Regions from separate parts of the Mus musculus genome. Here region 2 is linked to region 1. The links are chromatin contacts, called in public Hi-C maps. All regions are on one chromosome and are shown on one strand. Each heading gives the region's core, a stretch centred on a gene start, on an enhancer-like site or on the middle of the called end of the contact. The rest is flanking DNA. Distances are from core to core; before and after follow the strand shown. Region 1 overlaps Dclk1 (doublecortin-like kinase 1). Region 2 overlaps Nbea (neurobeachin).

The links. Hi-C and Micro-C count contacts between places; a contact is called where the count stands out from the background.
Region 2: a contact with region 1 is called in a Hi-C map of the N1E-115 cell line, with 2.0 times the contacts expected there. The contact joins two enhancer-like sites. A contact is called at or near these places in 2 of 484 Hi-C or Micro-C datasets (the N1E-115 cell line and nephron progenitors), 1 of 115 datasets of contacts at active chromatin or transcription factors (the NIH/3T3 cell line) and 1 of 9 other capture datasets (pancreatic islet).

Annotation. Positions count from the first base shown.
Region 1 is chr3:55,382,709-55,385,408 of GRCm38.p6, forward strand. All of the region lies in intron 4 of Dclk1 (doublecortin-like kinase 1), which reads left to right. Gm9831 (predicted gene 9831) reads right to left here. Exons shown (of 5, transcript NR_165824.1): 2 at 30-150. Among named protein-coding and RNA genes, the nearest start is that of Gm9831, 19 kb to the right of the region's middle. Within about 2 kb of position 1,388, at least 2 of the 459 cell types and tissues checked have an H3K27ac peak or open chromatin away from gene starts, as enhancers often do. A contact at or near this core is called in the N1E-115 cell line, where this site is marked.
Region 2 is chr3:55,691,958-55,694,657 of GRCm38.p6, forward strand. All of the region lies in intron 46 of Nbea (neurobeachin), which reads right to left. Among named protein-coding and RNA genes, the nearest start is that of Gm46804, 14 kb to the right of the region's middle. Within about 2 kb of position 1,359, at least 14 of the 459 cell types and tissues checked have an H3K27ac peak or open chromatin away from gene starts, as enhancers often do. A contact at or near this core is called in the N1E-115 cell line, where this site is marked.

The sequences.
Region 1 (2,700 bases), core at 138-2,637:
TCAGGCTGACTTCAGTCCCCTTCTCTCACCTTGCCCATCCTGGGAAGCCACACAGCTGGCCAGTCTACTGCTGCTGCTTAACTGCTGCTGATGTGGTAAGGAGATGCTCTCAGCCTTGGGGCTGCAGCCACCCACAGGCAGGTAGATTTTCTGTGAAGCACAATAGAAAGCTGCCATTAAACAACCTTACCAATTCCCCTCATTATCAGGAGAAATGTGGGGGTGCAGCTTAGAAGCAGGGTCCTTCCTTAGTTTTAGCCCAGCTTTGCTAAAGAAAAGACAAGTGGGGTCCGGAGAGGGGAGCCAGGGTTCAAAAGCTCTGACTCCCTTTTCAGAGGTCCAGAAGTTTGGCCTCCAGAGTAACATTATGGCCCACAATCATTTGTAACTTCAGTCTCGGGGTTCCCAATACCTTTCCCTGTCCTCCTGGGACAACAGGGACATACACAGTGCATAGACATACATGCAGGCAAAATACCACTGTGCATAAAAATATAAGTAAATAAAAGTATTTTAAAAGAAAACACAAGTGTACATGTGCTCACACACATTCACACAGACAGGAACACACATGTATGCGTGCCCTTACACAAGTGCACACACACTCATGTAGCCTAGCCATCTTTTGACCTGTGAAAGAGCTCTACAAACCACTTTGTTGAGCTCCTCAGTTGCCTATTCCTGATAAATATACCCTATCCAGTTCTCTGTGTGAGATAAGTTTACTGTGTAACCTGTTTTTCCCCATTCCAGGAGAAACACGTAGGCATGGGAGAGGGGAAAGAGAGTGGACTAAAGAAAAGCAAAAATCTAAATGAAGATTTCACTTCCTTAGATGAACTTACCCCGAGTCTAAATTCTCCCGTTGACAACTGCAATTTTCCTGGTGCTTGTACAGTGTGTTCTGGGGCTAATGTATTAAAATTTGAATCTTTTTTTTTTTTATAAATGTGCAGAGTGTGATCTAACCCAGTTCATTTGTAGTTACTAAATGGTATCTGAACATTGATGCTATATTTGGTCAGCTCTGCAGCCAGCTTCCTGAAAGACGTGGGGTGATGGGTGTAAACAGCTTCAGAATTATTATTTTCGTGGTGCAGAACCACACTTGATTTAATGGTTATCAGGAAGTGGCTGTGCGATGCAAGGTGATGCTTTTACTTTATCTATGGAAATTAATCTAGCTACAAGTGTACATGCAATTAGGAATGATACATCCTCCAAGTACCACTAGCCAGCTCCCAGAGGCATTGCTCAAGGGCTTTCTAATGACAACGGATGCCAAAACAGATATGTGTTTCTCAGGGCCACACGAGAGCAGAATCAATATGAGAAGTGAGTAGCTAGAGATGCTCTTTCTTCCTATCTTCACCTGCTATGCGGGCTGCTTTCCTGGTTCTGATTCAGAATGTAACCATTTTTAGCAGAGTGTGGTCCATCAAAGGAGCATCAGCACCTTCCAAATGGTGGCCGGAGTGCTATATAGAGAGGCCAGCAGAGGCCTGTAGATCCGCCCTTGTGGCAGCTGCTCTCTGACTTAGAATGAGGACACACAGTGAGGGGACATGCCAAGGAAGCTCAACACAGTATTGCTTAGACATTGATGACAACCCAGTGAGTGTGGCCCTTGCTATTCAGAGTTGGCAAGAGTTTGACTCTGTGCTCTGTGATTTAAATGGAAGGAAAAGCTAGGAGAAGCCCACCCCTAAGCAGACTATTCCTTTCTGTTTTCTCAGCTGTACGTGAAAGTTGCTCTGTATTGACTGCAGGGTTAATGTCAGATGTGTGACTGGGTCCATTTCCTGTGTGCACCGTGGGTCTATATTTCACGTCTTCTTATTGAAGTAAGAGAGATGGAACAAATATTAAGTATATTTATGCATATGTGCATATAAATCTGTATACACATAAACAGTCTTAGAACTAAAGAATAGAACAAATATATATACTACTGTTTTCAAGGCCGTGTAGTATTCTACTTGGAAAAAACATGTGTATATGTGTTTTGTTGTCCTGAATGTCTGTGCACAACATGCGTGCAGTGCCTGTGGCGGTGAGGAGAGAGCATCAGATCCCCAGGAACTGGAGTTAGAGGTGGTTGTCAGCTGCCTGGTGGGTGCTAAGAACTGAAGCTGTCCTCTTCAAGAGCAGCCAGTCCTCTTAACTGCTGAGCCACTTCTCCAGCCCTCTTAGATTCATCTTGAGACAGCGTCTCACTATGTAGGCCAGATTGGCCATCAGCTCGCTACGAAGCTCAGGATGGCCTTCAACTTGAGATTCTCATGCCTCAGCCTGTGATTATCTGGTACCAGGTCAGGCTATAAAAGCTGAAGTACTTTTCTAAGAGCTCTGTATTGTGTGTGTGTGTATCTGTATGTGTGTGCATATACATACATAGTCTCATGTCAGCAGACCATCAGTCCAGCTTTCCCCCAGATATAACCATCTGGAATGCTGTATTTTTCCTGGATAAGAGAATCTTTCTAGACAGGACATTTCCTTAGCTTCTCATCAAGACTCCCATGAAGTCAGGTACACCATGGCCTGTTGATACATGTTCCTATAACTATTGCATCATGACCACCACTTTTATGGATTCATGACTGAATGAGATGATAGAAACTGTAAGAGCTGACAGTCATCAGGGTGATCTCCATCACTTTTCACATCCCTGGGTGCTAACAGGGCTAAAACTGTCAA
Region 2 (2,700 bases), core at 109-2,608, 310 kb after region 1:
AACACAGGCAGATGTGTGTTTCTGTTGGCATGTTTACCCTGTACTCTGAAGCTGATGATGGGAAGGATCAATGACAAAACTCATTCCCAAGTTTCATGATGCTAGTCTGCAGGGCATTTTCCTAATTGTCTTTTTTCTTTAACACACATCTCCATTTGCTTCTTAATGTGTTAGACATCATTTTTGTTTTTTTTATATTCCTTTCCTTGCCACTGGGCAGCAACCAGAAATATAAACCCTTCACAGTATTTTTCTGAAATTTAGCGTGAATAGGTGTCATCAATTTTCTAAGTCTGTAATCTGTCATCTTTAATTTTGGATGACAGAAAAGTCAGATGGAAGAGACAAGATCATGAATGATAAACAAAATACAAGAAAACGGAAGCAAGAAATACAGAACCTGAAAATCACATACATAGGCTGGAAGTCTACTCTGTAAAGACTTTAGGTTATGTGAGAGACAAGTGGATATCACTAAAATTAGGAATAAAAATTGTCTGAGGTGTCTCTTCTGATTGACTTGCTTTGTAGACTTTTAATTTACTAATAAAAGTCACGTAATAAATGTAGCATATGTGATCATTAAATTAATCAAAATTGAAATATTGAAAATAAAAAATAATAGTGATAAATTGAGCAAAATATGCCTAATTAATTTTAAGATTCGATTGCACAATTTACCTATCTTGGGCAAATTCCTTTACATAACTCTGTCATGTAACTGCGTTGATCACTTCATTTCTACAAACTGACAATAATCTTGGGATAATTATAAGAATTAGCTAAGATTAAATGAAAAAAACAAAGAGAAAGTTTGATATATCTTACCTGACACAAAGTTATCAAACAACCACCAGCCTTGTGTACCCAGACTGCAGTTACTGGATACCTCCAAGGACACTGGCCACCTTCCCTGCCTTGTAATCACTTCTGACCTAGAAACACTTTTTTCCTTTTTCCTTTTCCTTTCCCTTTTCCCTTTTTTCCCTTTCCCCCCTTTTCCCTTTCCTTTCCTTTTTCCTTTCCTTTCCCCTTTTCCTTTCCTTTCCCTTTCCTTCTTTCCCGTTCCCTTTCCTTTCCTTTCTTCCCCTTCCCCCTTTCCTGACTGTAGGTAATCACAACAAAGGGAAGATGCAGATCTGCAGTGATGTGGAACCTTGTAGAGAGGAGGAAGCAGGTCCACGCTGAGAGCTTCCTGTGCTATAGCCTGCTGTCTGTCTGGGCTGGCACCCTTCACATTGCCCCCCTGGCAGGTGTGTGCCTCCCTCCATTTAGCACATGAGCATGTTCAAGGCCACACTTTCACGAATGGAGGCCTGACTATCTGAGGCCTGAGATCTAGCTTCCTCTTAGCTCTTTGGAAAGACTCCAACAGTAACTCTACGCTCAGTCCACATTTCCTATTAATTACCCTGCATGCTTTCTGCGTGACACACTTCTGATTAAACATCATCTGCCTTCCCCTAAGTGAATATGCTCTGCCCTTATGTGTCAGTATTCAAAATGAACAGTGAAAAGTTTTATTCAGGCTGGTTTAACGATGATAATCCTAAAAGTACTACTGGTACTTTTACTAGAAACAGGTTATTTTTTATGACATTTCAGTTTGTAGGTAAAATTTCTAAATAATCTGCAATTATAAAGAAAGTTCTGAATTATAAATAACACATGTAGAAATTAAAATTTTGAATGTTATCTATTTAGCTCCCTAAGAATCATTGTTACTAAATGTCTAAAGAATTAGCTTAGCACAAAAGGGCTAAAAATACTATGTGGACCAGGGAAATTGGTCACTGAGGGCTGCAGTGGTCAGTGAGCACTGTGTGATTGTTCTGGGGTGATGTCTCCAGTCTAGAAAGGACAAAACTCCGAGCACATTGTGCCTTATATGTTAGTTGTCATAAGAATCCCACCTTGGAATGAGGGCTCCTTCAGCATTTGTCTGGCAGACATTAATGAAACAGTCTTTCTAGAGTCTGGCAATTCAGACAAGTGACTTCACTGGCAGTTTGCATAAAACAATGTTCTTAATTTAAAGTAATGAGGTACATAGGTAATTACCATTTTTATGCAATTATCATCATTGACATACTACATATATTGACTGATAATGAATTTAATGACTTTAGGTCTAAAAGGCTTCAAAGGTAGGGGACAGATACTTATTTTAATATGTATTATATTTTATGAACAGATTCTTAGTGACACAAATTGTAATGCATTTTCTACTTCATAAACTCCTTAGGGTAAGAGTGAAGAAAGCAGGTTTCCCTCGGCCATTAGTTGAACGCGCCCTAAGCTGTTTGACCACAGAACTCCAGGACCTTGCCTCTGACAGCTTGCCACGAGGCATTGGAGCTAAATGAGTATTCATAAAAGCGACTCCAGCCACACTGTCTGATACAGCAGCCAACAGATGCTATATTGTGGAAAATATAGAAAATAGCATATTCTTTGAATTCCAAGACAAGTTAAAAAGTATTAAACATTACATAAATAATTTTTTATTGGTTATATGATCAAAAAGTAACATTTTGGATATGGCAGGTTTAAATTGATGAGACAAATTCCACCTGTTTCTTCCCCTTCCTGAGGCCACTGGAAGCTGTGAAACAGTCAGTGTAGGGGTTTGCTGTGAGGCTGCGCTGCTCTGTGTACAGCAGACAGGGAAGCTCACTGTCAGGCCCTTACATGGTCCTG